Linked DNA regions of Mus musculus: region 1 is linked to region 2. A link is a contact called in public HiChIP or PLAC-seq data. All regions are on one chromosome and are shown on one strand. The core of a region is the stretch at or near the end of the contact, and the rest is flanking DNA. Distances in the headings are between cores, read along the strand shown.

Region 1 (3,821 bases), core at 877-3,376, 1.4 Mb before region 2:
TTATGTACAGGTCAGAGGCCAACCTCCTACCATGAGAGGACTCTAGGGATCAAAGTTAGGCCTTCAGGCTCACTGGAAGGTGGTGCCTTTACCTGCTGAGCAAGCTCACCAGCCCCAAGATCCAGGAGGCTCTTACCACCACCACTCTTGTTACTGCTGGTTAACTGTATACTATTTCAATCAAGTTGGTTCAAGTTGGTCTTGGGTTTCACACTTTTTACATGACTTTGTAATCTACCTTAAAGTGCCTCAGTTTCCTTACGCGAGACCCATCTCACAGGATTACTATGCCGGTTAAAATGCACAATTTGGTAACATATCAAAAAAGGTGCCAAGCACATATTAATTATCACCAATGCTACTGCTGCTGCTATACTGCCATGCATGCCAGCTGTGGCTTCTTGGGTCTCCTACGTAACTAGTCCCGTTCCTAACCACTATCGACTGCTTTTCTGTCTGTCTTGTCTATCCAACTGGAGCCATGTAAGACTTATGTATACAGTGTTTCTCTTGGAAGAGAGAGGAACCCAGGCTCTGCAGAAGCTGAGAAGTTTTGGTGCTGAGGACTGTACCACTAGGAGGGTGAGCTGGCCACAGCTTCAGGAAGGAAGAAGCAGGAGGCAGAAGTCAGACCTTGCACGTTCTGGCATGCAGCACCCACTGGGAAATACATTTTCCTGCTCTCTTAACGTTCACTCATGAAATTTGGCGCCCCAAGAGAACATGCATTAAACAGTGGCAGGAATACGCAGGATAACACTCACTTTATTGATCCAGATCAGCCCTGGGATTTGGTTGGAATTAATCTGCATCTCTAGCCAGGGTCTCATCCGCATTCGAGTGATTGGCATGGTGGCTGGAGGGAAAAGACAGAGGCCTGTGTTTGGAGTCTGTTAAACAACCCTGGGCACTGCCCTGCTCCACCCAAGGCCGCTCGCTCAATTACCTTCTCCTGTCCTCACACCCAGGTCATTACCCTCCCCCACTCTCCTGCCATCAGCCAGGTACCCAGGTCATAGATTAGGGACCCTGAAGTAGAATGAAACTCTCCAGCATCATGGGCAAAGCCACCTGCCCATTCTTTTCAGTCTCTCCCAGTCAGTCTCAGGAATAAACAACCAAGCAAGTCTGGATGGATGGATGGTTGCAGGATATATGTGCAAAAAAAAAAAAAAAGCCAAAAGACAGACATCTCAATGACAGAACTTTTCTCTCAAAATTCAATCTTTGGAAGAAGGAAGGGACTACTTTTGCTTGTCACCCCCAGCCCTGCACCTTCCAGGCTGTGCAAGCAAGCAAGTCAACCTCCATCTCGGGCACTTCTACCCACCCACTCCAATCCAGTCTATGTCCCCTCTTGACAGCCAGTGCCCACAACATACAGGCTGGGGCGCAACCCCTTCCGGCCTGGTTTCCCCTGCTGTTAAGAGAAGTGGCGCAAGCAACACCTGTGGCACCTCCTCCCGAAAGCCCAGTAGTTCACGACCCGGTCCAGCCAGTCAAGGCAGCGAGCCAACCTCTGCACCGAACACTGCGCGTCCGAAAGCAAGAGCTGGGAGCCAAGCTGCGACCGCCAAAAGTGCGCGCAGGCGGACATCCGAGTCCCCCGGCGCTGCTCGCGGGTGCGCGCGACGGCCACTCTGGGCTACCAAGAGGCCCCGCAGCGGCTCCGCGCACGCAGACCGCCGAGCGCGGCCAGAGGGCGGTGCACGCCGCGGCCCGCCTCCCGCCCGCTTGCAGCGCCCTCCCGAGCCAGCGCGCCACCGCGACCCAGGGTGTCTCTGGCCCCCACTTCCTGGTGTCCCGTGCGCCTTTTGTTCCACGGCACCCGTCGGTGCCCGCGCAGCTCCGGCGAGCTCACCTTTGCTGCAGGAGCGATTCGCAGAGGGTGCCGGAGAGCGAGGCACGGAGTTGCGGTGTAGGTACGCGATGCGCGCACGAAGCGAAAGATGCCCGAGATGCTGGGGTCCCTCTGGCCACCTCGGCTGACCTCGGCGCAACTCGGCCCGGTTCGGTTCGGTTCGGTTCGGTTCGGTTCGGCTTAGACTGTGAAAGCACGTCCTACCTCGACGAAGGAGTGGTGCGCACTGGCGAGTCCGCGGCGCCGCGAAGAAATCTAAACACTTAGCGGGATTCCCCGGCCCGGACTCGGCCACGCCCCCGCCGCGCCGCTCCTGCGCGCCCATTGGCCCACTCGGCCTCATCATTTCGGGGAAATCAGGCTGTTGTAGAGCTAAGCGGCGAAGGGGAAGTACAAGGCAGCTGTGCTCCCCACCCCCTCGGGCCCGCGCCACCGCCCCGGGGCTACCGCGGGCCCGCCCCTTGCTCCACTCCACTCCCCTGCCCCCTTGCCTGTCTTGGAAAGCCGAGACCGTCCCCCTCTTTCTGCAGACTCCCAGCCTGCTGGCTCCTATGATGGTCTTCCCCTTCTCCACGGGAGACACCTAACTCCCTATGTCTCTAGAACACCTGATTCCCTCTCCAGAAGGGTCCCCGGGACTAAATCACCCTCAAAATCAGTCTGGTAATGAAGTGTCAAGAAGGGAGAGATTATGTCCCTGTACCGCCTTACTTGCCACTTGGCTGCTCTGGGAAATTGAGGCAGAAGGCCTAACTTGGAAATACGGGGCAGTAGGAACTCCCAGCCTGGACTCTGCAGGGCCAGCCGTTGAAGGACTCAAGGACTCCGTAACCATAAAATGTCAATAGCTCACTTGCTAGTCTGAAGTGATGGGGGAACACCTTGTCCTTATGGGGAGAGATGATGTGTTTGCTTACATGGGCACAAGATGCGGGTGTGCTTTCCTGTGCCACACGAGGTTCTAGCTAGCGGTGACCAAGGCGACCCTTATTCCTTGGGACTACCTAACACCAAAGAAGTGGATAAAATTCCGAAGTGGCCGTGGTTCCTTCTATGACACCTACTTCAGCTCTCCATCCTCGACGTAGCCCTAGGGAGAGAGTTCCTCTCTGATAGTCTTGAAGTCATTTCTGAGTCCCCAAAGCCTGGCTCTGGAGAAGTTCTGGGCAGCATAGGGAAATTGTGGCTAAGGGGGGACCCAGGTCCCAAGGGGATGGCAAGGGCAGCGGGTTAACTGGTGTTCACGAGTAAACCTTGCCAGTTTGTTCTTTCTCTTAGCGGCTGGGCTAGTGTATACATGTTCCATCTCCGAACTCTGGCCCCTCAGGCTTCTTCATTCGCTTCCTCGCAGCTTCTGACTCACAAGTACATCAGTCCTCTACCGTGTCATTCTCTTGTGTCACCTTCCTCACCCTAGCTGTCCGTCTAGGACAGCACCCAGTTTGAATGTTGCAAGCTGTAATACACACATCAATGGACGATTGTACCTGTAACGTCACTGCCTCATAGACGAGCTAGGAGATTCAAGGTGGCAGGAGGATTTGGAAGGAGGAATTGAGACTCTAGAATAAATACGGAGGTATTTGAAGTCGCAAATTAAGAGAATCACTAGAGACCAGGGCCTTCTGATCACATGACTCTGAATCTGACACCTGCTCTCTGTGCAACAGATGTATACTTGCTCTGTGGAGACACTCTGACCAGCCAATGGAAAATTCAAAATGAGATTAGGGAGAGAAACTTTGTAACTCTTGAAGCCCACAGAGACCCTACTGAAAGCAACCAGAGACTACAAATTACATCAAAATAACTGTGTGGGTATACATAATGAAAGTCAGCCTGTGTCCTGGAATGTCCATATGCAGCCTTGTTAGTGATGGGTACCTGTTTTCTGTCATAAGGATAAATAAAAATTTACCCGATAGATAAATACCCTGTTGTAGGACATTTAGGTTATTTC
Region 2 (4,082 bases), core at 1,016-3,515:
CCATGCCTGGGTAGTTAAGAGTGGTATGAAAGAAAAAAAAATGGAGAGAGAGCTCAGGGGTTACAAGTGCTTACTGCTGTGGCTGGAGAGATGGCTCAATGGTTAAGAGCACTGACTGCTCTTCTGAAGGTCCTGAATTCAAATCCCAGCAACCACATGGTGGCTCATAGCCATCCATAATGAGATCTGACGCCCTCTTCTGGAGTGTCTGAAGACAGCTACAGTGTACTTACATAAAATAATAAATAAATCTTAAAAAAAAAAAAAAAAAAAAAAAGAGTGCTTACTGCTGACAGCCAGGGCTATACAGAGAAGCCCTGTCTCAAAAAAACAAAACAAAACAAAAACAAAACAAACAAAAAAGTGCTTACTGCTTTTGCAGAAGACCCAGGTTCGATTCCCAGACCCACATGAGGCATCTCACACCTGCATGTATGTACATAAACTCACATAGGCACAAGCATGCACACATTAAATAGACATTTTTTAAAAATGAATTTACCCCACAGACCTTTCTTAACCACCTAATGTGTGCCAAGTGGTCCCACCCAAGTCCCTGAAGACAAGCCTGAGTTTGGCCCTTCAGTTTTGTCAGTCCCGAGAAAAGCAGGCAGGCCCTCCGCAGTTATGCCTGGCTTGCTAGTAAACAAGCCGGAGTTAAGCCCCTCACCCATATCTCTGGTCAAGGAAAGAGAAGTTTTGGACAGCACACACCTGAGCTAAGCCCACACTCTTCCTGCATTCTGGGTCTGCAGTCAGATTTAGTGCTCCAGCCTGACAGCTGTCAATCTGCAAACTGACAGTGTCTCGTGAATTATTCTCCAATGACTCAATACCTGGTGCTGCACAAATGCTTGCTTCTGACATTAGTAATAATGGCATTAAAATAATACGCCTGTATATTCATGGAGTCCCTTCCTGTACACCATGTGGAATAAAAAATAAAATAAAATAAAAGTCTGTGGAGGATGAGTTCAACCCTCCCCAAAAGCTCCTAGGTCTCCTAGGCAAATGTCAAGGTTTCTAAGGTGTCCTTGTGCATGCCCCAAGGCTTCGTGTTAATCGGATCATTTTATTCTTTCCCCCAAACTCAGTGAAGTGTATATAATTGCTCCTATTTCGCAGATGAGAAGATTGAAGTTTTAAATCTTCCTACCAGTGTGACCTTGGACAAACCGTGTAGAGTTGCGGGCCTCCAATCTGATGTCAGGCCCTGAAAACAGTTTCCAGAATGCACAGTTGCATTTGGCGACACAGAACACGGACTCCGTCCCCGAGGCCAAGGAGGCCAAGCGTATGGCTCCCTATGGGGTCTCGCTCTCAGTCCAGGCCCAGGTCCCTGTTCCTGCGGCCTAAGTCCACTCAGGGCAGCCCGTTCCGCCCGGGAAGACACTGGCATGCGCGGGAGGGACCCGGCGCCACCTACTCCGGGCGTGGGCCGGCTAGGGCGTGTAGGGGCTGGGGGATCCAGGGCATGGCCGTGCCTGGAGTTCGTCCTCTCGGCGGAGGAAGCTGGGTCTGCACAGGCCCTTGGAGCTGGTGGGGAAGGGCTTGGGCCGTGGGAGGGTCTCTACCAGATCCACACCGACGGGATCTAGAGCCAGAGGGCGCCGCCGGGAAGGTCACCTAGACCCGCGGCCCGCCGGGCCTCCACGCGGCCGCCCTTGCCCTTCCGCTCCTCGCATGTTCGAACCGCCCCTGGCTTCCAAATGCAGGTGCTCTGAACGCTCGAGCTAGAATCTGGGAGATCCGCTCTGCGCCCGCCCTCCAGGCCTCCTCTACAAGCCCGCTGCCCCTCCAGGCCCGCAATGATCGTCCCTGGTTCACCCTTCCCGGGGCCAAGCGCTTAGGCCCAGCGCCCTCGCCCGAACCTCCCTCGATCGCCTCCCTGGAGACTTCCCAGGAGCGCGACCCGAGGCCCTGGGGACTCAGGCATAGCCCAGGCCCTCTCCGCTGCGCCTACCTCGGAGGCGGTGACGGCGGGAGCAGCGGCAGCTACGGCGGGGGTTGCGGCGAGGAGGCTGGGAGCGCAGCGAACGGGCCGAGGGCGGAGCGGCGCAGATCGCGGCGGCGCGGACACGCCCCAGCTCTGCGCGCCGGACCCCGAAGCTCCGCCCTCGGCTCCACCCCGGACAGCGCCCAGACCAGTCTCGGGGTCTTCTTCCCACTCGCGAGCCGCGCTCTCGCCCTCTGCGGCTCTGTGATCATGTGTGGCCGCGCGTAAAGGCCTGCGTGCACTCTGGCACGGGGCGATAGGGAGGCGTGGGTCTGACGTGCGTGAGGTGTGTGCGTGCGCGGGGACACGCGGGTCACTGTTGCAGCCTCCAGGCTGCTGGAAGCATTTGGGAAGAGGGGGAGGGGAGCTTCCGGCACACAGAGCGGTGGCCTAGGGACCTCAGCGGATAGTGTCGCCGGAGTCGCCGAGGCTGCAAGTCACTCGGAGGCCCAGTGGGGACACTGGGCTCTGGAAGTGGCGCTGTATAGGTCAGAGCGGCTACTGTCCCCTCTGCTCCAACCTTGATTTCCGGAGCCTGCGACACGCCCGCGTGCGTCAGCGAGTCAGTTGCAAATTAAACTCTCCCGAGAGCCGGCTCCGCACTGTAAAGTTGCGTGCAATCTTCCCTAGTGTCAAAGCCTCTTTCCGCCATTTCCCAAGCATTTAAGAAATTAAAAAAGACAAAGTGGGTTTGTGAGACTGCGGAGTCTCGCTACGTGAGGTCACGCGGGTTCTGGATGTCTGCTTTCCTGCAGTGTAGAGAGGGCGGACACTTTTTCCCAGCCTGGTCTCAGCACGTGGCCTCCTGCCCTGTTGAGCGTGCCACACCAAGACTAACCAAATCAGGTTTGGAGAGTTTGTGAAATCACATGTGAGTGAAGACTTCACACCCTTTGCCTTCTACTAACAGACGTCCGAGGAGAATTCAGGCATTTGGGGTCCAGTAGAGGAGACGCCAGGTGGTTGCTCACAACCTGCTGTAGCTGAACAAGACAGCTGGGCATCCGCAGCCACTCTAGATTGAAAATGCTGTTCCGTGGGCTAAAGGAAGGGAACCAAGAGAGAGAGAGGCCGAGGAGAGGGAATGTAAGGGGGCCTAAGCCCATATCTAGTTAAGACTATGAGGGAAAGCCCTTCGAAATAGAATGTGGGCAAACAGATAGCTCCGTGGTACAGGGCTTGCTTTGCATTAGAAAGAACCTGTTCCCAAGTCTGCAGCTCTATCTACCCGGCAACAAACACCCAGCCCATTCCCGGAGTTAAAGCCAGGCAGGGAAAGCTGCTGAGTCACAGGGGCGTACAGGGAGGCAGAGTCGGAAGGACAAGACCTGGGGACACAAGATTTGTCTCCAAGAATCTTAACACTTGACCCAGAGCCCTGATGCCCAGGGCTGTGTGTCGTGGGTGGGCAGAAAGTCTGGCTTCTCGGAACTTCGCCCTGAGAGTCTTTCTTGGTTTTTTTTTTTGTTTTGTTTTATTTTTTGGGTTTTTTTTTTGTTTTTGTTTTTTGTTTGTTTGTTTGTTTGTTTTTTCCCGAGACAGGGTTTCTCTGTATAGCCTTGGCTGTCCTGGAACTAACACTGTAGACCAGGCCGGCCTCGAACTCAGAAATCCGCCTGCCTCTGCCTCCCAAGTGCTGGGATTAAAGGCGGTGTGCGCCACCTCCGTTCAGCGCCCTGGGAGTCTTGGTTTTAATTTAAAATGAATGGAGATGCAGAGGACTGGTAAGGCACTTACCTAAAACTCAGCGAGTGGCTTGTGTCACTTTTGCTGGGGAGACAGACAGCTATTTGCGGTAGAGAAGGCACAGATGACAGATTAAAGAATTCCACCCAAAGTCTACGTCGGCAAACCAGGGAAAGTGTTTAATTTATTTACAAGGTAACTCAAGGTAACTAAAAAGATCACCCCAAAGGCCCCCAACTAACAAACCTGCATGCATCCCTGGACCAATGCATGACTTATCAGCAGCTCAAGAGTTCCCTCTCCAGCAACTGTTGACTAGAGGGACCTCGTGAGTCCGATAGCTGGACTTCCCAAGCCATGTATGTTTTGGGTTTTGTTTGTTTGTTTGTTTGTTTGTTTT

Evidence for each region. HiChIP or PLAC-seq counts read pairs in DNA pulled down with a chosen protein or histone mark.
Region 1: a contact with region 2 is called in an H3K4me3 HiChIP or PLAC-seq map of embryonic stem cells, with 4 times the contacts expected there. The contact joins the promoter of Irf1 here to the promoter of Vdac1 in region 2. A contact is called at or near these places in 2 of 115 datasets of contacts at active chromatin or transcription factors (embryonic stem cells and pancreatic cancer cells) and 1 of 9 other capture datasets (embryonic stem cells).

Annotation. Positions count from the first base shown.
Region 1 is chr11:53,768,319-53,772,139 of GRCm38.p6, reverse strand. Irf1 (interferon regulatory factor 1) reads right to left here and starts at 2,126. Exons shown (of 10, transcript NM_008390.2): 1 at 1,862-2,126; 2 at 765-856. The coding sequence starts at 851.
Region 2 is chr11:52,359,034-52,363,115 of GRCm38.p6, reverse strand. Vdac1 (voltage-dependent anion channel 1) reads right to left here and starts at 2,265. Exons shown (of 9, transcript NM_011694.6): 1 at 1,964-2,265.